4 separate regions of the Mus musculus genome follow, and regions 1, 2 and 4 are each linked to region 3. Evidence: chromatin contacts called from public HiCAR-type and promoter capture Hi-C data. All regions are on one chromosome and are shown on one strand. Each heading gives the region's core, a stretch centred on a gene start, on an enhancer-like site or on the middle of the called end of the contact. The rest is flanking DNA. Distances are from core to core; before and after follow the strand shown.

What was found. HiCAR-type assays count read pairs that join an accessible place to other places. Capture Hi-C pulls out chosen DNA fragments and counts their contacts.
Region 1: a contact with region 3 is called in a HiCAR-type map of astrocytes, with 6 times the contacts expected there. The contact joins the promoter of Lrig3 here to the promoter of Mon2 in region 3. A contact is called at or near these places in 2 of 115 datasets of contacts at active chromatin or transcription factors (astrocytes and pro-B cells) and 1 of 9 other capture datasets (embryonic stem cells).
Region 2: a promoter capture Hi-C map of liver shows a contact between it and region 3, with 3 times the contacts expected there. The contact joins the promoter of Llph here to the promoter of Mon2 in region 3. A contact is called at or near these places in 1 of 39 promoter capture datasets (liver) and 2 of 9 other capture datasets (adipose tissue and liver).
Region 4: a promoter capture Hi-C map of liver shows a contact between it and region 3, with 2.8 times the contacts expected there. The contact joins the promoter of Irak3 here to the promoter of Mon2 in region 3. A contact is called at or near these places in 1 of 39 promoter capture datasets (liver) and 2 of 9 other capture datasets (adipose tissue and liver).

Annotation. Positions count from the first base shown.
Region 1 is chr10:125,964,925-125,967,760 of GRCm38.p6, reverse strand. Lrig3 (leucine-rich repeats and immunoglobulin-like domains 3) reads right to left here and starts at 1,542. Exons shown (of 19, transcript NM_177152.5): 1 at 1,050-1,542. The coding sequence starts at 1,285.
Region 2 is chr10:120,225,797-120,228,541 of GRCm38.p6, reverse strand. It overlaps Llph (LLP homolog, long-term synaptic facilitation (Aplysia)), which reads right to left and starts at 1,482. Exons shown (of 3, transcript NM_025431.2): 1 at 1,419-1,482; 2 at 339-568. The coding sequence starts at 561.
Region 3 is chr10:123,075,024-123,077,766 of GRCm38.p6, reverse strand. Mon2 (MON2 homolog, regulator of endosome to Golgi trafficking) reads left to right here and starts at 1,262. Exons shown (of 36, transcript NM_001163024.1): 1 at 1,262-1,915. The coding sequence starts at 1,805.
Region 4 is chr10:120,199,933-120,203,120 of GRCm38.p6, reverse strand. Irak3 (interleukin-1 receptor-associated kinase 3) reads left to right here and starts at 1,524. Exons shown (of 12, transcript NM_028679.4): 1 at 1,524-1,794. The coding sequence starts at 1,662. It overlaps Gm38500 (predicted gene, 38500), which reads right to left and starts at 1,531. Exons shown (of 3, transcript NR_166661.1): 1 at 1,272-1,531; 2 at 926-1,019; 3 at 1-173.

The sequences.
Region 1 (2,836 bases), core at 293-2,792, 2.9 Mb before region 3:
TTCCATAATCAGCCATTAAATATCAATCCAATTCTCGTTAATTCTATTTCCTTATTAAACTCCCTTTTAAGAGAGCGTGTTGTTTGATGGTCAACAGCTTATAACTGATGAAACAATGTAGGTTGGGACACTGGATCAAAACCACGATTTCTTAAGCCGCCTGGCCAATATTGTCAGGACCTACGAGTGTTTAAGAGCTGAGAATGTCTGCTAGGCCTAAATTTCAGAATCTTTAAGTATGAAGTGATTTGATTTCTTTTAAACGGGACAACTTCTTTTTTTTTTAAGTGCAACTTTTGCTTTTTTGCTTATGGCTTAAACGCCCCCTCCAATTTTAACAAAATTAGGGGTTGGGAGAGAATAAAGAGAGCTGACATTTGTAAGGACTCGCATTTCCAAGTAAATTATATTTTCTTCCGTGTTCTATCCACACAGTTGGCAGTGACTTCGGGGTTTCTGGCTTCCCAGCTAAAATCCGCCAAACAGCACTCAGCGCAGGCTCTAAACTTGCCCAGATCTCGGTTGTGAAAACCTACTTCCTTTGCTTAATCTACCCGATCAGTCTTCGCACCCAACTTCTCACAGTAACCAAGACGCAGACGCATTTCAAAGTGGCCCGGGAGCGAGGCTGATGGTCTGCTAATGTGAAATTAAGCACTGCGGAGAGAAAAAGTCTGTGCGGCTTTGCTTGAGCAAGGGGGGTTATAAGAGAAAGGCGCGCCTGCAGTGACCGTCTAGGGACCCTAACTAACCCCTGAGAAGCTACAGTTGGGCCAGTTTCCTACATAAACTCAGAAGAAAACTTGCAAAATACAGTGTCTCGCAGACTGGCTCCCAATCGCAGGCGTCGGGTCTGCTGGCCTAGGAGTGGCGACTCAAGAACCCACCTGCGCGGATGCAGAGGGAGACTGAGTCCCCCCACAGGGCTCCGGTAGCGGCCTGGGCGCTGTATAGTGCGCTCTGAGCCCCGGGCCTAGGCGGACTCTTCTGGTCTCGCACCCCTGGCGGGCCGGTCTCCTTCACCCCACCGGAATGATACTGATACTCACAGCCGTGTGACCCAGGCCGGGAGAGGATCGGGAAGGCGAACCAGCCGCCGCCGGCTGCAGTCCAGCAGGTCCCCGAGGCAGTGGCAGGCGGCTGGACACGGGCGCTGCGCATCGTCGTCCAAGAGCTGCCCGGGAGCCCCGTGGCCTCCGCTTCCCGCCGGGCCCGCGCGCCCCAGCCCCGCGCACAGCAGCAGTCCCAGCGCCGCGGTGGCCGCTCGGAGTCCGGGAGCACCCATCGCCGCGCGCCCCGCCGCCTCCGGTTCGGCCCGGAGCTCTACAACCTCGCGCACCCCCAAAAGCACCGACTCCCAGACCGGGCTGGACACGCCGATCGCCGCCTCGTGCTCCTGGTGGCTCAGTCCCCGCACTGAAGGCCTCGCATGCCCCTGCACAGCGGGAGAGCCAGCAGCGGAGGACCGGCAGCCACGGTGAAGGCAGCCCGAGCGGCGTCCGAGAACGGGATGGCACGCCGAGAAACTTTTCCGCCTGCGGCGGGCGGCGGGGCGCGATGTCCCGGCGCGGCGGAACGGCGAGGCGGGGCGAGAAGGCGGGCGCGCGCCCATTGGCCCGCCTGGCACCCGCGGCCACGTGACAATAACAAGGCTCCAGCCCCGAGCCGGCGCCCGGGAGAAAGTGGAGCTGAGATTGTAGGAAATTCCGAGTTACATTTTCCAGCGTCTGCAGCCAGCAGTCTCCGCTATGTCCTGAGAACCATAGATCAGATGGAATGGGAGGGCAAGAGCGAGCCAGCGAAGGAGCGAGCCAGCGAAGGACTGAGCCGGCTGGTGCTCTGAGCTGCAGTTACTTAAGGGAAACTTTAGAGAGTACAGTTAAAGTAGTTGCAGTGTTCCAAGGCCTTTCAATTCCTAGCGAGAGAACTGTGTCGATTATTATATTGTTGGCGAATGAAACAGTGGCTTTCATAAAAAAAATTAATATCGGTGCCAGTGAGGTCTTTTATGCCCATAAATTGGACATATATAATGTATATGTATGCGTATTTGTATATGATGTATATGTATAGCCTGGCAACCCAGCACTGTATGGAAGAGGCAGGCAGACCTATGAGTTTCGGGCCGGCCAGGACAACACAGTGAGACCCTGTCTCAAACGTATGTGCACATGGATGGATGGCTAGATGGATGGACAAAGGACATGGTTTGGGATATGGGAGCTTGGTTTATAATAGATGGAGCTGGAGGGAATGATAATAAATTAATAAATAACTAAATAAATTAATAAACTAAATAATAAATTAATAAATCCAAGTTGGCAATCAGATTCCAAACAATAGTAGCTAAGAAGAATAAAAGCAACCACACTAATATATGCTAAGACCTTGAAAGAAAAAGCACACGTGCGCATGCACACACGAACGCACGCACAAACACACGTGCACATGCACACACATGCTTACACACACACACACACACACACACACACACACTTACCTTAGTCTACCTGCCTTTTGAATGATGACATTCTTGACTGAAAAGTCTACCAGACTTAAATAAGCTTATCTGTCTGTGGGGTATATTGAGGGAGGAGGTAGAACCAAAATACCAGGCACCCCTGAAGTCTGTCTGGATGTACTCAGCCTGTAACCTGGGTAGCAAGGTGTTGAAAATAATGGAGACCTCAGAGTTGATCTGCTAACACCTCAGGGAAAATAGGTCCCAAAGAGATACCTAACATTTTGTAGGGTGACATAAACTAATTTTAAGGCTCTGTTTCTGTAGGTTGTTGGCTGCATGGTATCTGCCCAAGCATGTCTGTGACTTGGGTTA
Region 2 (2,745 bases), core at 233-2,732, 2.8 Mb after region 3:
GAAGTGGGGTAAAGGCGACTGAGAGGAACGAGAGGATCCAGGAGCCGAGAGAAGCACGGCCGAGACGGCAGTGTTATATGGGAGTGAGAGGGAGGCTTGTGAAGTGGAGACACTTGGGGGTTGGGGGGAGGAGCTGAGAGGAACCAGGGTGCCAGCATGTACTTTATTATCTAATAAGCTCCACAGCTAGCCATTTGTCCCCAGTTTCTTTTGGACTTGACACTAGGGACAAGTAGAATGGGTAGAAGACGGCTTTAAAAAGACAGAGAGAGACCGACCCCTAAGAGAAAAGTGGATCATTTTTTAGAAAAACCATGTAAATGAAGACCGAGGCTCACCCTTTTCCTCATCTGCGCCGTCACACCGCCCTTCCTCACACTGCATTTTCTCCTGGCGAGGTTTGGCTACCACCACGGTTGCTATCTCCTCAACGTCTTTCATTAGAGCATCCCCGTCCACTCTGAGGATACTCTTCAGTCTGTTGAGCTCCCTTGGCGCATTCTTCTTTCTCTTCTCGGCCCGCATCTTCCTCTTCCACTTACTCCGCAGGCTTTTAGCCATGCTTCACCTGGCGGTGAACAGAAACACAAACAAAAGGTTTACTGCTCACACCCTTGACTGGCAAGGACGTGGCCAAGCAGCCTTCTCTTCAGAACTGGGACAGATGGAAGAGAAGTTGTGCTGTGCCCTCATGCTTAGCTTATGTAATAATCAGCGCAGAGCATGAAAGGACTAAGTCCGGACACGTCAGGCCCCTTTAAGTAGGAACAAGTCGTTAATTCAAGCCGTTCTCAAAGAGCAGCTATGCATAGTAGACACAGAAAGCGAACAGCTCCGCCTTAAAATCACCTATTGCGCTGTTCTTATCCAATATCCGTCACCACATCTTTAGTGTGAACTTTTAACAGCTTAAACCATAGCTCCCTGCCTTTTAAAGACTCCTCCCCTCGTGTATCAAAGCTCATCCCGCTCCTCTCGGGCCTCCGACTTACTCTCTAGCCCCACACGCACGCAAGCTCCAGTCCGCACAACGCCCACTTCAGGACCGTCACATCTCCGATCTAGGTCTGGAAATGGCTCTCCCTAAGGCTCGCTCTGATCCTCCGACTCCTGTCAGCTCCTTTCTACCAAGTTCGGCTTCAACCCGGAGCTACCGTCCCCGTCTGCGGACTGCGGGGCTGAGCCGGATCCCCCGGGGCCACCGCTCTGCTGCACACCGTACAGGTCACGAGAACCGTGGGGTGGCTGGGTGAGGTCCCCTGAGCGTCAGCAATCACCAGTGGTCCGTGTGCGGGACCCCGAGCCTCGCCCTCCCGAGCCCCGCACCGAGCGAGGATGCGGTCAGGTCTCGCCGCGGAGGCAGGGTCCGAGCCAGTCCTTCACGCCGCGGAGTTGAGTCCAAAGCCCACGCAACTCACCTGAGAGACAACACCGCGCACCACGCGTGGGACGCCAACCGGAAGTACAGGCGCTTCCGGCTTCCGTTCAGGGGCCAGCGCACAGCATGCCGGGATCCTTGAGAGGCGTGGTCTTTGGGGAGGCGTGGTCAACCAGCTGTCTCTGTCATCCCGAGGCTTTGGCTGACCCCTACACCTACAGGAGAAAGTTTAAGGAATTTCCTGTCGGGAGTGGCAAATTATAAATCAAAGCATCTCAAAGCCTTGGATGGGCCAAGCCTGGCCGGGGGCCCTGTCTGTGACAGCCTCACGAGAAAGGATACCAAAGGGATTGCTCAGCTCTGATCATCCTGGAGCCCTTTCTGAGTTTTGTTTTTGTTTAATTGCAGTCTAGAAATTTTCTCATTTCGGCTGAGGATCCTAGGAGGTACGCGGCTGTGAGGATGTATCAAATTGTACAACTTAAATACGTCACGTCGACTGCATGCCAGTTATATTTCAAAGTGTCACCCAACAGAATAATCTTTCCTTATCCCCACGAATTTAAAGGGTAAAACAAGCTATTTCAACCAATGTTGATCTGTCCAAACTATTACATACCTGAGACAAAGCTAACCTAGGGTGAATGAGTTTACAAAAAAAGGTGTGGTTTTTGCATGTGCTTCTAATATTGCACAAGCTATGGGCGATACGCAAGTCTCTTTAACACTTGTGAAAGATAAGAAGAGTGTCTTAGGGCCTAGATAGTACCTCATTCATTGATCTTCAGTGGGTGATTAGGCAACAAACGTTAACTACCCAGACTTACCTGGAAACAGTGTTTTCAACAGATCACCACATTCAAGCATGTATGTGTACCACATGTGTGCCTGGTACCAGAAGAGGCCAGAAGAGGCCATCTCATCCCTTGAACTGGATTTACAGTTGGTTGTGAGTCACCACAGGGGTGCTGGGAACCAGTTTTACTTAGTTTTACTTCCATTACTGTGAAGACACCATAACCAAAGCAACTCTTAAAAAGTAAAACATTTATTTGGGACTGGCTCACAGTTTCAGAGGTTCAGTCCATTGTCGTCATAGCAGGAAGCATGACAGCATGCAGGCAGACATGGCGCTGGAGAAGCCCAGATCTGAAGGCAGCCAGAGGTTCTCTTCTGAACTGGCTGGAGCTTGAGCACTAGGGACCTTAAAGCCCACCTACACAGTGACACACTTCATCCAATAAAGTCACACCTATTCCAATGAGGCCTCACCTCCCAATATTGCCACTTCCCATGAGCCAAGCATATCCAAATCACCACAGAACTGAACCCAGGTCTTCTGCAAGAGCAAGAGGTGCTCTTAACCA
Region 3 (2,743 bases), core at 13-2,512:
ATAACAAAGCAAAGACTCCCTTAAGGCATTTGACAAATGCATTAGAGCAGGGGTTCTCAGCCTTCCTAACGCTGCCACCATTTAACACAGTTCCTCATGTTGTGCTGACTCCCAACCAGAAAATTATCTTCAATACTACTTCGTAACTGTAATCTTGCTACTGTTATGAACAATAGCATAAATATCTGACGGTCTTAGGCCACCCACCCCTGTGAAAGGGTAGTTCCACTCAGAGGTTGAGAACATCAGGTAGGTGAGTTACAGCAAAACTGGAAACTTTCTGTCACGCCCCTCAGGGACTATCTGATAGTGATCGCCTTTGAGTCATTGGAAGTTAGGAATCTGATGGCACATTCCAAAAAAAAAAAAAAAAAAAAAAAAAAAAAAAAAAAAAGACAAGGGTGTTAGGTCAAACACAGAGATGACAGTAAGTGGATACCTGGGGGCAAAAGATAACCAAGATAGTTAGATTCTAGACTTGCAACATTCCATCTTCCCATAATCAAGACGTTCCAATCAGTCTCACAGACATAGCTTAACACAGACATAGCTTCCTCCTCTTCCAACTTCAATCCACACAGGCTGGCTTTGCTCATCCGAACAATACGCTGAAATTATTTCTGCTTCCTGCTTATTACAACAGAGAAATGTCTTGGGCAAAAATAGACTCACCTGGAACATCGAAAAAGCTCACGTTAGTTTTTGCCTTACATTTATTTGGCACTTCTGATCTAATGAATTGGTTCCTTATTTGAGCGTCAATTACCTAGTATGTTCTAGGTATACAGTCAGGGAGGTGGGTGGGTGGGGCGGGGAGATAACAAAAACAAAGCAAAATAAAAACATAAAAGGGATCTGTCGGTGGAAGGCGGGGAGGGGGCGGGGAGCAGGAGGAGTCTTGTTAACAGATAAGGAAAATCAGGGACGACTCCGCAGTTAAATAAACCAAAGTCAGTCGATTTGGATAACTCCGCAGGATTGTCGTTTAGGTTCCCCAGGCCGGGGAGGTAGGAGCAAGACGCTGATTTGTGTTTTAAGTCAGGGGGGTGGGGATCAAGGAGGCAGAAGTGACGGACAAGACAAATTCATTTTTTAAAAAAAGCAAATATTTATAGCAGAAGAGAATGGATCACAAACAGACGTAGGGAGACACCTCCGATCATCCCCAGGTTACCAGCCAGCCAAAAAAAACAGGACGCGCCTGCGCAGCTGTGCCGGCCACCTGCGTCGACGGCGGGGGCGGGGTCCGCACTGCCCAGCTGGAGCTCGTTCTGGGCTTCTCGCTCGGCCCCGCCCCTCCAGAGACTCGCCTCCGGATTGGCCCGGGCGGGGGCGGGGCCCGGAGTCCGGAAGTGCGGCTGACGTGTCCGGGCCGCGCTCGGAATTGTGGGCGACTGGGCTAATGGCGTCGGCGGGTCTGGGCACCCGGGGCGGGCATCGCTGAAGCTTGTGGCCAGCTCGGCCGGTGACGCCCGCCGTGGCCAGGCCCCGCGGCAGCGGGAGGGACCTGCCCGTCTGGTGGGCTCCTGAGCCGGCGCCGGTGGAGCCTGGTGGGGCTGCACCGCTGCGGGCAGGTTTCGGCGAGCGGCCGGCGGCGGTGCGGGGCGGCCCGGGGGGAACTCGGGCACGCCTCGGGAGACGCAGCCCGGCTCCGGCCGTGCGCCCGCCCGCCCGCCCGCCCGCCGAGCCCTGGGCCCCGGCTAAGGAAGACTGAGGAGCCGCCGGCTGGCTGCGGGCCGCGCAAGCTGCTGACAGTGCCTGCTTGGTAGTGCTGGTCCCAGATCGGCGGTGACCTGGAGGGACCATGTCCTGCACCAACAGCCCCGAGGCTGTGAAGAAGCTGCTGGAGAATATGCAGAGCGACCTGCGGGCCTTGTCACTAGAATGCAAGAAGAAGTTCCCACCTGTCAAGGAGGTAGGTCCCAGGCGACGTCAGGGGCGGGGGGGGGGAACGTCACGAGCGCTCCCTGGTCCTCGTAGACCGCTTTCCTCGATTCCCCAACACCTATACTAATTTTCATTCCGCCAGTTAAGTTTGGTGATTGCCCAGCAAAGGCTGTTCGTAGAATTCTTTTGAGAGTTCCAAGGAGATTTGATTTCTTCCATTCTCTTGTTATGTTTATTTCGGAGCGAAGTTCCATGAGTGAGCCGGTTTGGTGACACTCGAGTCAGGTATATTGCTCCTAAGAATGAGTATCCACCGCTGTAGCGGAATCCGTTCTCCATACTTAGGTGGGCATAGTGTGTGGGAACATTTCCTTCTTGTCTGTGTTATTCAGCCCACCTAAAAATCTAATCGTCGTGATAAACTAGAGCCCCAAATTACAGCAAATGGTCAAGGCCTACGATAACCATGTTAAGCCCTGCACAAGCAGTATTCTAGTAGGATGCTTTGCAAAACAAATATATCTGAGTATATATAGCCTCTTGGGTGCATAATTTGTTGTTGTTGTTGTTGTTGTTGTTGTTGTTTTTCAGCTGTAGAATAGCTGAAAATTGTGGTACCAGTATAGGAGACCGGGTGTGGTAGCCAAACTTTTAGCTCCAATACTCAGATGCGAGTGGATCTCTGTGAGTTAGAGAGTGGACACCAGGACAACCAGGGTACATAAAGAGACCTTGTTTCCAAAACCGATGGTGGTGATGGTGATGATGACTGGGGCTCACAGGACGAGTATCAGGGAGCTCAATGTATGCTAATAAAATTTTCCAGATATTGAATTGAAAAATTGAGTTTAGTCAC
Region 4 (3,188 bases), core at 275-2,774, 2.9 Mb after region 3:
GCTGGTGTAGTGTAGTGTAGTGTAGTGTAGTGTAGTGTAGTGTAGTGTAGTGTAGAGGTAAGCAGCTCACAGACACTGACTTCACGGATGGATTATGTCATTGGAGGCGTGGCTTTGGAGGGTGTATCTTGCCCCCAATCTCTTTCTCCTTGCCTCATGCCGCATTAGAAGACCTGGTGATGCAAACATTTTGAGTGTTACTGTTATTGTTATAGTGAGGATATTAAACATCCTCTGACTGCCCATATACTAAAAGCTTGCTTGCCAGCCTACAGTGCTGATAGGCGACTGAACCGGAACCAGATAGGTCTTAGTGCAAATAAATCAGATCCCTTGAAGGGAATTTGGTACCCTGGCCCTGTCCCCCTTCCTCCCTCCCTCTCTCTCATTTCCTGCCGCCATGGATCACTTACGCTATGACACTTTGGCTTCTCAGAGACCTCAAAAGACATTGGGGTCAAGCAACCATGGACTGAAGTTCCGAGGTTGTGTACCAAACAACTTCTTCTTTTGAAGCTGCTCGGTGGGGGCATTTTGTCAGAAAGCTAACACAACCACACATGGCGATTTCCTGTGCAGGCACACGTCTCAGGTTGCTTTTGTCTGGTCTAGAAAGTCAAAAAGAACCCTGTATCAATCTTCTCTCCCTCTGATGCTCAGCATGGTGGCATAGAGACCCTTTTTGGGGTGTAGCCTGATAAAACCGTAGTCCTTAGAATGAGGAGACTTAAGAAGTTTTGCTCAAACAGTTCTAACTTTGCCACTGTGGGTACTGAATGCCCAGGCACCATTGCTGCTGACCGCCAGGGGGCGCCATTCCAAAGACAAGCTCAGGGGATTGAAACAGGAGTTTGTTTTTCAGTGCCTGGTTATCATAAAATCTCCCACTTCATTTTCCCACCTCCTTTGTCAGTAGTATCCGTACCGTTCCTGCGGTGGTCATTACAGCATAAACGGTAGAATATTTCAACACACCAGCCAATGTTTCCTAAACTTCATTTTGCAAACTCGTTGAAGCACTGCGAGGAAAGAAAGGGAGACTGTAGTAAAACCAAGCGGCACGACGGCAGGGGTTGCCTTCTGCAGCAAGGATGAGCAGTTTGTTTGCCCAGGTTTGGCCTGTTTGTTGTGGTTTTCTTTTTATGTCCATTTCGCCCGGCGTGTACACGTTTCCTTCCGTTTAAAGTTATTTGGCAAAAACGTGTTTCTCGGTGAGCACGCATTTCTTTCCTGACGGGACAAAGAGAAACTTTAAAAGATGTAACACAAACCTCTTAGATCCATCGTGGCCAGGAGGCCGCCCGTCCCAGAGCAGCAGAGGGGTGGCGGCTTTCCCGGATTCCAGCCGCTGTTCCCCGCCCTCATTTTCTTGGCTGGTCTCCTGGGTCATGTCCCAAGACGGGGACGGACAGAACGGTTCATAACAAAGATGACCTGGGGTGCGGCGCGCAGGGTCGCGGGACAGCGGCTAGGAGCAAGGGCAGCCCAGGTCTCGCAGGGCGCATCCCTGGGGAGCGGCTCCCTACGTCACGTGGGGCCCGCCCTGCGACGGCGTGTTGCAAGCTCCGGGCAGCCGTCGTGGAGCTGAATTTCCGCGGTTGTGAAAGGCGGTGACAGCGGCGACCTCCCTGCTTCTCTGCGTGGGGTCCCGGGACTCCGCGATGGCCGGCCGGTGCGGGGCCCGTGGCGCGCTGTCGCCACAGTTGCTGCTCTTCGACCTGCCGCCCGCACTGCTGGGAGAGCTTTGCGGGATCCTGGACAGCTGCGATGGCCCGCTCGGCTGGCGGGGCCTGGGTGAGTGCGACTCAGACCTGCCGGTCCTCCCCCGCGAGGGACTCAGCAAACCCGGGGACCTGCCACTCACTCTCCTTCCCTCTCTGACAGTGGGGTACTGCTGTATCAAGTTAGGGGATTGGGTATGTCAGATGTCAAGAAAGCATCCCGTGCTGGGAAGAGATTCTCGCTTCACTCGGTTTGCAGTGTGCGCAGCAGTATGCAAATATTACCGTATGCAGGGCATGGCTACTGGCTCTACAACCCCTACATCAGATTTTTTTAATATTATAACTTCTTTTTTGAGATGCCGCTCAGTTGCTAGAGTGCTTACCTATAGATGTATGAAGCTGCATGTTCGATTCCCTAGCTTGGAATAAAACAGACAGTGGTAGTGCCAGTCATTGAGAGGTAGAAGTAGGCAGGACAGATGCTCAAGAGCATCCTCTCCTTGTAGAGAGTTCCTAGCTGGCTTGGGAAACATGAGACGCCATCTCAAAAACAAAAAGCAAACTTACTTTCTTTTCTTTCCTTTCTTTCTTTCTTTCTTTCTTTCTTTCTTTCTTCCTTCCTTCCTTCCTTCCTTCCTTCCTTCCTTTCTTTCTTTCTTTCTTTCTTTCTTTCTTTCTTTCTTTCTTTCTTTCTTTCTTTCTTTCTTTCTTTTCTCCTTTCCTTCTTCCTTCCTTCCTTCCTTCCTTCCTTCCTTCCTTCCTTTCTTTTAGAACTTTAAGATATCTATTCTTTGGTGTTTTTTGTGTGTGTATCCCACACTCCTCCCGCATCTAGAAGACAAATTCCAGGAACCAGTTCTCTCCTTCCACCACGGGATCCTGGGACAGAACTCAGATGGCATGCATAACCCACTTCGCTGTTTCCAATAAGTCTCCAATAATCTATAAGGGAAATGCTGTTTGCGGTGGATGTGATTTCCACTTTTCTTTCTTTCTTTCTTCCTTTCTCTCTCTCTCTCTCTCTCTCTCTCTCTCTCTCTCTCTCTCTCTCTCTTTCTTTCTTTCTTTTTAAGATTTATTTATTATATGTAAGTACACTGTAGCTGCCTTCAGACACTCCAGAAGAGGGCACCAGATCTCGTTACGGATGGTTGTGAGCCACCATGTGGTTGCTGGGAATTGAAGTCAGGACCTTCCGAAGAGCAGTCAGTGCTCTTTAACCACTGAGCCATCTCTCCAGCCCCGATTTCCACTTTTCTTAATTAAATGTTTTTTGCTTATTTGCCAAATCTACTGCAATAAAATTGTAAAGAAAGCCTCTTCATATTAATCTCAAAAGTTATCTTCAAATATCCATTTTATGCAGATTTGGTAAACTGAGCAACTACATATTGTAAAGTGGTGATATAGTAACAAAAAAGCTCAGCCGGGCATGGTGGCGCACGCCTTTAATCCCAGCACTTG